Regions from separate parts of the Rattus norvegicus genome. Here region 1 is linked to region 2. The links are chromatin contacts, called in public Hi-C maps. All regions are on one chromosome and are shown on one strand. The core of a region is the stretch at or near the end of the contact, and the rest is flanking DNA. Distances in the headings are between cores, read along the strand shown.

What was found. Hi-C and Micro-C count contacts between places; a contact is called where the count stands out from the background.
Region 1: a contact with region 2 is called in a Hi-C map of prefrontal cortex, with 1.8 times the contacts expected there. The contact joins the promoter of App here to the enhancer-like site in region 2. A contact is called at or near these places in 3 of 12 Hi-C or Micro-C datasets (mammary epithelial cells, prefrontal cortex and psoas muscle).

Annotation. Positions count from the first base shown.
Region 1 is chr11:37,720,810-37,726,544 of GRCr8, reverse strand. It overlaps App (amyloid beta precursor protein), which reads left to right and starts at 3,707. Exons shown (of 18, transcript NM_019288.2): 1 at 3,707-3,787. The coding sequence starts at 3,731.
Region 2 is chr11:37,679,014-37,685,197 of GRCr8, reverse strand. The region is part of intron 1 of App (amyloid beta precursor protein); the gene reads left to right. Among named protein-coding and RNA genes, the nearest start is that of App, 41 kb to the left of the region's middle. Within about 2 kb of position 2,822, at least 17 of the 93 cell types and tissues checked have an H3K27ac peak or open chromatin away from gene starts, as enhancers often do.

The sequences.
Region 1 (5,735 bases), core at 2,458-4,957, 40 kb before region 2:
AGCTAACCCAATCACAGAAAGACATACATGGTATGCACTCATTGATAAGTGGCTTTTAGCCCAAATGCTTGAATTACCCTAGATCCCTAGAACAAACGAAACTCAAGACGGATGATCAAAATGTGAATGCTTCACTCCTTCTTTAAATGAGGAAAAAGAATACCCTTGGCAGGGAAGGGAGAGGCAAAGATTAAAACAGAGACTGAAGGAACACCCATTCAGAGCCTGCCCCACATGTGGCCCATACATATACAGCCACCCAATTAGACAAGATGGATGAAGCAAAGAAGTGCAGACCAACAGGAGCCGGATGTAGATCGCTCCTGAGAGACACAGCCAGAATACAGCAAATACAGAGGCGAATGCCAGCAGCAAACCACTGAACTGAGAATAGGTCCCCCGTTGAAGGAATCAGAGAAAGAACTGGAAGAGTTTGAAGGGGCTCGAGACCCCAAAAGTACAACAATGTCAAGCAACCAGAGCTTCCAGGGACTAAGCCACTACCTAAAGACTATACATGGACTGACCCTGGACTCTGACCTCATAGGTAGCAATGAATATCCTAGTAAGAGCACCAGTGGAAGGGGAAGCCCTGGGTCCTGCTAAGACTGAACCCCCAGTGAACTAGTCTATGGGGGGAGGGCGGCAATGGGGGGAGGGTTGGGAGGGGAACACCCATAAGGAAGGGGAGGGGGGAGGGGGATGTTTGCCCGGAAACCGGGAAAGGGTATAACACTTGAAATGTATATAAGAAATACTCAAATTAATAATAAAAAAAACGTTTAATTTTGGACGAAAGGTGTCACCCTTTCATTTCCCTGTAAGATCTCTCGAGAATTGGAGCTGGATCTGTTCTTCTCCATCTCCTAGGGGTTCGGGTTCCCTTCTGTCCATACGGACAGGAGATGGTGATGATGAGCAAGTGTATTCGGGAAGGAGTGTGATGTTTGAGTTCCACTGTCTCGTTTCTCTTTGAGATGTTTTTTCTTGTAGGTCTGACTTTTGCGTCACCTTCATGTTCTGATGTGTCAGCCCTCTGGCTTTCCCTTTCCCAACTTTCAGATGCCAGGAAAAGGCTGGTGAGGGGTGAGCCTTTTCTATGCACTGAATAACCAGTCACTCTATGGTTAAGCTATAGTCCCAGCCTGTTCTCCTGATCTTTAAATTGGGGGTGGTAGTGATGAGTTCTTTGGATTTAAGTGTGTGTGTGTGTGTGTGTGTGTGTGTGTGTCCAATATGTGTGTCTGTAAGTGTATGTGTCTATAAATGCACATATGTGTGTGTATATGTGTGTGTCTATAAGTGTCTGTGTGTCTGTGTGTCTAAGTGTATGTGTGTCTATGTGTGTATATCTGTTGGTATGTGTCAGTCTGTATGTGTATATGTGTATGTCTGTGTGTGTCTGTAAGTGTATATGTATATGTGTATCTATAAGTGTATGTGTGTATGCACATATGTATATGTGTCTATGTCTATGTGTGCATGTGCACATGCATGTGTGTGTGTGCATGTGCCTGTGTGTGTGCATTTGTGTATGTGTGTGTGTGCGCGCTCACACACGCGCGCACCTGCTGGAAGTCTTCCTTATATGATGTTCTTCAGATGCTGATGCTGTCCATTTTTTTTGAAGCAGGATCTCTTTCCTGGCTTGCCTTTCCCAAGTCTGTCTTTCTGTACCTCCTAAGCAGGCGCTAGCATGGCTGACACACTCATGTAGCTTCCAGGGATTGTTCTCAGGCCCTTGTGTTTGGATAATAAGTACTTTATTGACTGAGCTACCTCCCTATCCTTTGCTTGGCTTTTGTAGTAAATGAATGCCATAAACAAGAAAAGCAAATATTTTCACAGAGCAAAAATGTGTTATTTGTTGAGGACACTCAAAGGACAGACATGCAGGACAAATACTAAAAGGTATTTGCAGAGTTAGACAGATGGTCTGTAGGCAAGCTGGTAGATCAGTGCTGACTTCTCTGAAAGGAAGGGGTGGAGACAAGTCCTACCACCACACTTGCAGGGATTCCTCTCTCTCTCTCTCTCTCTCTCTCTCTCTCTCTCTCTCTCTCTCTCTCTCTCTCTCTCCCCCTTTCTCTCTCTCTCTCTCTCTGTCTCTACTCTCTCTCTGAAAGAGCAGGTCTTCTAGCTTGCTTTCTATTGCAGAGTTAAACAAAGAAAATCAGGACCCAAAGCAACTTGAGGACAGGGTTTATTAACCTCACACATTCTGATCACAGTCTACTGGGAGCAGAAGTCAGAGCAAGAACTCAAGGCAGGAACCTGTAGCAGGAGCTGAGGCAGTAGCCATGGCAGAAGCTGTGTACTGGTTTGTCCCTCCTGGCTTGTTCAGCCTGCTTCCTTACACAAGCCACGACCACCTGCTCAGGGCTGGTCTCCCACACCAATTAATAATCAAGAGTATGTCCCCACAGATTTGCAAGCATGTCAATCTAATGGAGGCATTTTTCTCAGTTCAGATCCCTCCCTTCCCAGATGACCAGAGCACATGCCAAGTTATTAAAAGAACGAACTAGCAAGCACATCAGGTGAAGGAAAAGGTTGTGGCCTTACAAACCAGAAATGCACCTAGTATTATCCCCTGTCTCCCTCTGCTAGCCTAGGGAGGGCCCAGAGCTTGGAGTCTGAAGCCACGTTATGTCAGGAGGTAGCTGTGATTGGGAGCACATCTGGATGGTTTTAGGCGATTCTAACACTGGGAAGTTTGTGTGTAATCTAGGAGAAAACGGCTTTATGAAGACTCATCTCTCTGGTTTAGAGCAGATCCAAAAAGGATCGAGAGCAGCGTTCCAGGAAGAAGTCCTTGGTGACAGAGGCCGAAGATGAGCCATCACTCAGTATCTTTTCGGACTTAACTTTGATCTCTCCTCCATGTTACATTTTACCTCCCTGCCTCCTTCAATCCTTTCTCTGAAATTACCCAAAGCAAGCACACATGCAATAACAATAGGAAAACAAAAAACGAAAACCACCTCCCATCCCCAACCTCAAACAGAGAAAAATGGGTCATCCTGCATCCTGTGCCCTTCTTTGGTGCATTCTAACGACAAAAATTCCAGGTTACAGTAGGGTGCTGGGTGTCCTCCTACCAAAAAATAAAAAAAAAAATATCCTGTTTCTTTTGCTAATGTTCTCGGCCTCGCTCCACCTCTCCAAATAGAGAAAACGAACTGCGGATAAAAATGCATGCATCGCAGCAGTAGCTCTTCAACCACATTCAGGAGAGGCCTGCGGGGTCGGATGACTCAAGCTCGCGGGGACGAGCCGAGAGCGCTCCCGATTTCCCTGGAACCTTAACGTCCTAGGGTTCACCTTCCCCCGACTGCGGACCCCTCTCCCTGACCCAGATCATTCCTCCCTTGGTTCCTGGACCCCAGAGGAAGCTCGGGTTCCTTAGCTGGTGCCCAAGACGCCGCACCTGTGGGCTCCCTGTCGCCTCCCTTTGCGCTCGGGCGCAGCTCCCCGGGGCTCCGCTAGGGGTCTCTCTCGGGTGGCAAGCCGGGTGGGCGGGATCAGCTGACTCTCCCGGCTGCCAGCCCCGCCGCCGCGCTCCAGCTCTGTCAGTTTCCTCGGCGGCGGGAGGCGAGAGCACTAGGAGCAGAGAGAGCGCGGGGGCCACCGGAGACGGCGGCGGCGGCGGCGACGACGCGGACACAGTCAGGGTGCGGCGGATCTTCCACTTGCACACGGAGCAGTCGGTGGCCCACGCAGGATCACGATGCTGCCCAGCCTGGCACTGCTCCTGCTGGCCGCCTGGACGGTTCGGGCTCTGGAGGTGGGTGCCGCGCCTTGGGAACGAGACGGGGGTGGCGGGAGCCGGAGGACACGATCCTCCCCATCAAGGAGCTTGAATCTTGAGATGCGGGGGACTGTCACTGGTAGACCGTTCCTAGCCTCCCCCGCCTGCGGGCGCCCTGCGCTTCGGCGTCTCTGGCCCAACCCTGCCGGGGGACGCGCTACCGGACCGATGAAGAGGGAGCGGGTGAGGCTCTGGGCTCCCCACATCCGTGCCAGCCGGAGGACGGGGGGTTCGAGCCTGAATGCAGACCCTGACTCCTCCCTGCCTTGAGATCGGGTGTCTGGGATACGAGAGACACCCAGTTCGAGGGGAAAGGGGGACACATGTGGCAAACCGAAAGCGCAGTGTCTCATAATTCAGTGCCCTGAGAGGAAATCGCCGCCCTTCCCCTTCCTTAGGGTCCTGGGTTGGAATGGGGGCAGCTCTGGATGCTGGGGAGCGCCTGGCTCACTCTCCCTTCCCACCCCCGCCTGTCTTGACTGCGAAGCTGGGCTTTGCTCCTGGCGGCAGCGGGCGGCGGCTGCCTGCGCAGCGACCCTCTCCGGAGTCGGCGCGGGGTCTCGCACCGCCTTCCTTTTGCAAACTTTGTGCATTTCCGTGTCTCCCTTTTGTGTAAGTTCCAAGTGATGGGAGAGATCGGAGAGTGCGGCCACCCTGCACCGTCCCTCAACCTGGATGTCCCGGACTCTCCAATGCACCTCCAGTTTCTCCCTGAGTCTAAGAAGGTCCCCGGGAACAAAAGCCGCGACACCCCGCCCTCACCGTCCAGGGCGCGGTGGAGGAGCCGTGATAGTTTGTGCGCCACCGCGGCTCCTTTCCCCGCGCTGCGCGTCTGCCCCCGAGGACCTGGGGGTGCTGCTGGGACCCCGTGGTCTCCCACCCCCGCACCACCACCACCTACTGCCAATCCTGTGCGGGACTGCAAAGTCCTCGCAGGGAGAGAGACAGAGAGAGAGCCCAGAGTGAGGCGTGCGTCTGGAAAGGGCAGTGCCGGGTGGTGGCGAGGCTGGGGCTCCAGTGCATCAAAGGAGGCGTTTGTCTGATTAAGGTGCGGCCTCCTTAGGGGGCAGTTCTGGGAACTCTAGCTTAGTCACCCTGGGGGGCGCAGGATGTTGGGGAGGGTTCTCGGGGGTCCTTTTAAAAAGGGGGTTCAGATAAAAGGATTGAATAGGGTGAAGATTAAGACGGAGAAGATGGCGCCTCTGCAGTGCAGCAAAGAAAAGCTGTGTGGAGGCTGCAGCCTATGAAATCCACCCACCACTAGGTGTATAACAAGTCTTCTCCATTCATCCAACTCTCCAGCATTCAGCAAAAGGCTTGTTTTCCTTTTTATCCAGAGATGCCTGGAAGTTGTTTGCGTGGCAGCTGGTTTTATTTCTCTTCGTTTGTACCCTTTTCACCATCTAAGCATTTGCAAATATCCCTTCCCCATAGTCCCCTTCTTTCCGCACTACCTCATAGTAATTTTCCCAAAAAGCAATTTCCGGGCGAGTGTTATCCTGTAATTTCCTGGGGGCTATACAAGCTATCACACCAGTGTGGGTTTTTATTTATTTATTTTTTAGTTCTTAATTTACAAGGTCATTGAACTTTACCCCCTCTGATTTTTTTTTTAACCCACAAGTGGCTTCACAATCTGTAAATCACCTCAGACTGGTTAAAACAGGTCTTTTAAGAGTCTTTAGAATTTAGTGTTCCATTTTATCAAAGCCATTTAATCAAGGAAATTCTGATTTCTCTAATGACCCAGGTTTTATTTGTGTAATCATTTGGTTTTCCAAATTGTCGTACTGTACAAAAACGCGACGAAGTAATTAAAGGAATAACTTTAATTTTTGGAACTCATGTCAAAACTCAAATATTTACTTTTCTTGAGCATTTAAAAAAAAACTTGTATAAAAAGAGTCAGGGTGTAGGCCAAGAT
Region 2 (6,184 bases), core at 1,573-4,072:
GTGATATGTGTGCATATCATTGTTGTTTCAGAACAGTTAATACATTATTCAAATAGCTTCCTGGGACGTAGCTTCTCTGAGTTGGTCTAAGGCACTTGAAGAAACAGTAGTTGTTTGGAAGTCTTTAGGGACAGAGAAGATTCCAACTGGCTGTGTTGATCTTGGAATCCAGGACACTTGAATGTGATCCTGTGAACTGACAAGTTATAAGTTGATCTTCACAGAGTTAACACAATAAAGGGGGTTGTTCATTACTGTATATGATGTAATTATGACCTATTCTGTGTGATCATGAACTGAAGGGATTACCCTGCTTTTTAACTCATGAATTTGGGTCATTGGGTTCAGAGTAATATATTTGTAATGTTATATCCCCCTTTAAAAAGTTAATATATATTGTAGGATTCAGTTATAAGTTCCCATCTTGTCATTTGGATTACTAATTTTTCAGTATGTACTAGAAGCAGAGACACTTGGACTCAACCTGTGTTTGAGGATGTGTTGGTATTTGGTTCTGGTATTGGAAATTGACCAGAATTTCATGCATGCTATACACATGCTTTACCACTATACCTGTCTTAAAGCCAATTTTGATGTATTATCTTAGAAATACAGAGATAAATAATCAATGAGTTTTCTCCTAAAGATAAAAAGCGTAGGTTAGAATTTCAGCCAACACACTGTTGAGATTTTTCCAGCCAAGTACTTCTTAATTCTCTATTTGGAGGGGTTTATGGGGAGAGGGTGGCCTGTGTGGGATCCCCAATTTCTACATGGTAGATATTGCGATGACCAACTATCCCAGTGACCTTGAATTTGCACATGGGAACAATTCTGGAGGCAAGGTGATTTCAGAACCACGTGTGTTAGCCAGTCGAGAGCCACTGCACAGCTGAATCACATAGGTGGAACCAGTGCTAAGTTCCCTGAAAAGTACACTGTGAGTGTGAAATGGAGCCTTTGTGGGAGCTGAAAGTCCATCTTCCCGAGGATCTGGAATCATGTTCCTGTTGATTACTGCCTCCATTTTTCTTACTTAGACTGGTTTAGGATGGTGTACAGAGAATGACCACCGTAAAGAAGAAAGCAATTGAAAATGCACATGCCATATTTTTTAGAAACCACAGCTGTGCGTTTTGCTTGATTTATTTGAACAGAAGTCAGTCTCTCTCTCTCTCTCTCTCTCTCTCTCTCTCTCTCTCTCTCTCTCCCTCCTTCCCCCCCTTCCCCCCCCCGTGTGTGTGTGTGTGTGTGTGTGTGTGTGTGTGTGTGTGTGTGTGAACACTCTCTGGATAGATTGCTTAGTAGACCTTAAATCTTCCCATCACCTCTCATACTCCAGAGAATGATGTCATTTCAGGACTTACTCCTCTGTAGCTCTGCCAGAACATCCCTGGAGAACAGGGAGTACACGGTGACAATGGTGACAATGGAGAGGTCCTTCCCCCTGTCGCACAGGAATACTGTTCCACTCTGTTAACAGTTGCTTGCTTTTGAGAAAGAAGCAAAATGCTGTCTCATCACTCAAGCCCATGCCGTGTGGATGGATTGCTCTCCTAGACTGACTCTGAGAAGGCCACATGTGCGGTGGGCCTCATAGCAGTAGAGGCAGAATAGTATGTCTGCTAATGTAGTCAGAAAGTGTTTACGTATGGGGACATTGGTACTTACCTTCCTCTCCTGACCACCAATAGCACTGGCTCCAATTTGCTACACTGGCAACAGACAAGGCACTGCCAAATTCTTACCACCACCACCACCAACAACAACAACACCAGCACCAGCACCACCACCACAACCACTACCACCACCACTATCACGACCACCATCAGCACCTCCACCACCACCACCACCTTAAGGCAAATCAAACAGGTTTTTAACATATCAGAGTGGACTGAGCACCAAGGGTTCTCAGCATCCCCAATCCCTGCCTGTTGTAAGATACTGCTGGCATGTCCCTCCCCATGAACTCTCCAGCCCAGAGGTTGGGCTACCTTTCCCCTGTGGCTCTTTTCTGTATGATCCAATGATCCTTTTGTGTCCTCCTGACCTTTCATTGTCCTGGTCTCCCCTCTCCCTTCACCGCTGTCCTCACATGGCCTGGGCTCATCTTTACTCTGTGCTCTCCCAGATGTTTTCACCTCTGGCTGTGCTCTCCCTCATAGCTACAGTAAACTTTCTCCTCCACTATCCTTAGGAGCAGTCATGTCCTCCTGAGTCCTTTCTTATGTTCATTTCCTTGCAATATAATTCATTTTTGTATTGTATTTGTAGAGGATAAGAAGGGGCTGGCTCATCCTCTTCTCTTCTGGGCTGGGGCAGAAGTTCTGTGTATCTTCCTTTAGTACACAGTCAAGGCTGCCTAGCTGCTCACCCTGAGATGTTGTGACTCCTCCCCACACTTTCCTGTGCTTTTCTTTATTCTTCCAGTACTTTCTTTTTTTGAGGTGAGCCTTGTCTCTATCTGTACCATTAGGGTTGATCTCCCCACACTCTTTGTCTTTGTCTATGCTCAGTGCCTTGGAAGCATTTTCCAGACCCCAAGGCACCAAGCCAGTACCTCCCTGAAACTTCACCTCTGACAGAGATAATTCTGTTGTCTGTTGGAAGTGGCAAGAGCTCCACAGTCACCAGCACCGAGTCTGGCTTCTCTGTCAACGGTTGGTTTCTGTATCATCCTCAACGTATTATCAGGTATATTTCTGTTCACTAGCCTTTCACTTTAAGTGTTGAAATCTCTGAGGATGGCTATGTGCAGCCGAAGGCTTTTCAGCTGCAAGAACTGAAACAAAACAAAGTCGCTGATTGGGTGCTTCATTCACAAATGTGCCTGGCCACTGCGTTTGTGCAATCCTTGGGGTCCAGTGGGACAAGCTGCTGGGACTCCTCTCAGGAATGCGCTGTCAGAGCATCAGGAAGTGAGCAGAGCCACCTGGCTTAAAAATCCCCTTGCATTTTTGAGCTGTTGCCCTTAGAATATTCTAGGAAGAGCCCGAGGTCAGGCCAAGTTCAGCTGCAATTGGTAATGGGATGAGAGTGAATTCTGTGCTTTCTTTTCTCCAGTTGCTCCCACTATGAAAATCTTACATATCCCTACACCGAGGTTTATTTTATATTGTCCCACACCTTCGTCAACATTGACATTTTTTGCATTTTTTAATTTTTTTTTACGCCAGGTATTCTTTAGCTCTTGTGTTTATTGTGGGAGGGAGACAGGCGCGTTGTAGAGAGCAAGGAAGTTGTCACAGGCGGTGAGGTAACTTTTATCTTGTTTGTATTTTACAAACTAAATACAAGCCTTCGCTCTGCACTTGCATTGTTTAGCTGGGTGCTCTCTGGCAGTGAAGACTCTCTGCTTTTATCATTGTCGACTTTAAATTGCACCCATAACACAAAACAGAGTCTTGTTATATCCCTTTCAGAATTACAGTTTTCCCCTTAGCATTGTGGTTCTGAGAGTGTTTGTTGCAAAAGGAGTGGCAATTTGAAAAAGGTTTTTTTTTCTTTTGTATGGCTGAGGGCGATAGAAAGGGAGTGCATCTTTGATAGTGCCTGACTCTAAGTTATTTAAGAAGGATCGTCTCCCCGAGCTTATCAAGCACATAACTTGAAACAGAAACCTTTGAGTATTCTTTACAACCCTGGAGAAGAAATAATCTTGGCTTACCCTAAGAGAGATAGGGTAACAGAAAGCCACTTGAACAATGATCAGGAATGCTGCTTTTAAGTTATCACGCGTTTCCACACCAACTCTATATTCGCCCTGAATCTTTGCTGGGTTCACAAGGCAGAGTCTGCTCCACCCAAAGCCCTAGCAATAAAAACACAATACCATGAGAGTGAGAAACAAACGGCAGACAATGTTATGACAGAACTAAACCACCAAAGGATATCCTGTAAATATTCATTCTGCTCATGTAAAAGAATGTTTCGTGTTCTCATCCTGAAGTACTCTTCTCTGTGATTCTGGTCAACATAGAAAGGTGAAGTCCTAAGGCCACAGGTTATTTGACGATGCTCAAATGAAGGTTCACTCCTGTCCTGCCCGAGTTGACCACTGGTTTCTTTGTATCTTTACATGAACATGTACATGTGTTTCTCGGTGCATGCATGAAGAGGTCAGCAGTGTCTTGGTGCGTTTCACGGAATATCCTTGCTTTCCCTCCGACTCACCTAATCACCTGTAATATGATATATTCTCTCTCTCTCTCTCTCTCTCTCTCTCTCTCTCTCTCTCTGTCTCTCTGGTCTCTGTCTTGTGTCTCATCTCTTTGTCTTGTTTCTCTGTCTCTCTCATTCTGCGTGTACACATGTAGTATGTACCTGAACATGCAGGTACATGTGGAAACCTGAAGGCAGATGTACAGTGTTTTTGTTTTATCACTCCCCTTCTTTATTTTTTAACATCTAAAACTGATAAACTTACCAGAACTTTCTGGGCGAAGAACCTTAGGGATCTGACTAACTTTTCTTTATCCCTTAATGCTGAGGTTATAGATAAGGCTTGCCTCGGTACAAGGAATCCAAACACAGATCCCTGTGCCTGTGTGGAAGGTGTATATTCTAACAAACTTTGTTAATTACCGTCCTTCCAATATGATCATGTTTATACTATTAATTGAATACAGTATGTGAAGGGGAAGAAAGTGTTAGAATAATGTTTTGAAAGCTCAGGTTTAGGGGCTTATGTTAAAACATTCAAGTGCTTGAAATGAGGCTTTGATAATATTCAGTGTTCTGAACTATCTGGTCACCTGCTAGTAACAGATCTGATGCAGTGATCTTAGGGAGTCCAGCAGGACTTGGGAGTGTCCTGTATTCAGACACCTGCTCCATTACCACCCCACCCCCACCTCTACCCCACCCCACCCCTACCCCCACCTCCCAGCCTCTGCTGAGAGCACACGGAAGAAAAGTTTGATGGACTTAGCTGGATTGTTAGTGAGGCTTTTGTGAGGGTGTCTAGTCAAATTTTCATTTTCATACCTTTTTGTTATTAGAACCTAAAGCTTGTAAAGTTGTGAGGCTGTGAACACTGGAGGGGTTATGTATTTGACCTAGGTCTGTCTATTCTGGCTCCTTCACAAAAGAGCTCAAGACCAGGACCCCACTAACAGCTCCTTCCATGTTCCAGCCAGAGTGTTCTTTCCAATAATGTTGATATCAGTGTCCTCAAGCCAGAGGCTGATAGAAGTTACAAAGAGAAACGAGATTGGGGTATCTTTCTGGGCAGGCAAAGATGATTGTGTTTCATGAGTAGTGTGGACTAAAACAGTAGCTCTGAGTGTGGCCTTCTGCTCTAACTAAATATACAATAAATTTATTTTATAGCCTCCTGAATAAAAAAGCACTGTCGCCAGGATTTCAATTGTTTTGACCAATTACCTGCAGGAATCAACTTCAAAGGAGGATAAGGTTTATTTTGGGTCTTGGATCTGGTTCTTTTGACCTGTTGACACAATACATCATGGTGATCCGGTCGCAAAGGGGCTGGAGGGGGTCTTACTAGTTGGTGTTGTATCTCTTTTCCCATTCAGAGGCATAGTGAATGACTTCAGTTAGCACCTGGTAAGGGTTTCCCTACTTACTGGCAGTGGCACAGTCTGACAGCCAAACCTTCAACATGGACATTTAGGGGACACCCCAGACCCAAACTATGACAGTTATATTCTGTAACTGTAGTATTTCCCTGAACGGGAATGCATCATTGTAGATTCGACTTGATAAAGTAAGACTGCTGAGGTTATCTGAGACTTTCAGCTTGGTGGAGTCTCGGGGTGCTAGCTGTAACGTTTTTGTCTTGAACTCTCCAAGTCATACATTGCTATACTGAAAGGAATTACTCAGCGAGTTTTGGTAACTCCAATACCCTGAAGGCAGAAGTAGGTAGATCTCCATAGGCTTGCTCAACATAGACAGTCTGGGTTATACAAAGAGACCCCTGTCTCAAACAAAACAGACTTACTTAAATCGGAATACTGGGGTCCCTAAACCATCTTGAGAACATTTCCGCCTTTTGAACTAAGGCAACAGTTTAGTTATTTCTATTAAACGAGTGCCCTAATAGTTTCTCTTGCCACAGTAAAATGCTGGACAGTCCCAACGCCCCCAACGATTTACTTTCTATGTCCCAACATCTCCAGAAAGAATTTCATTTGTACCTTTCAACAGCAAAGCACCGATC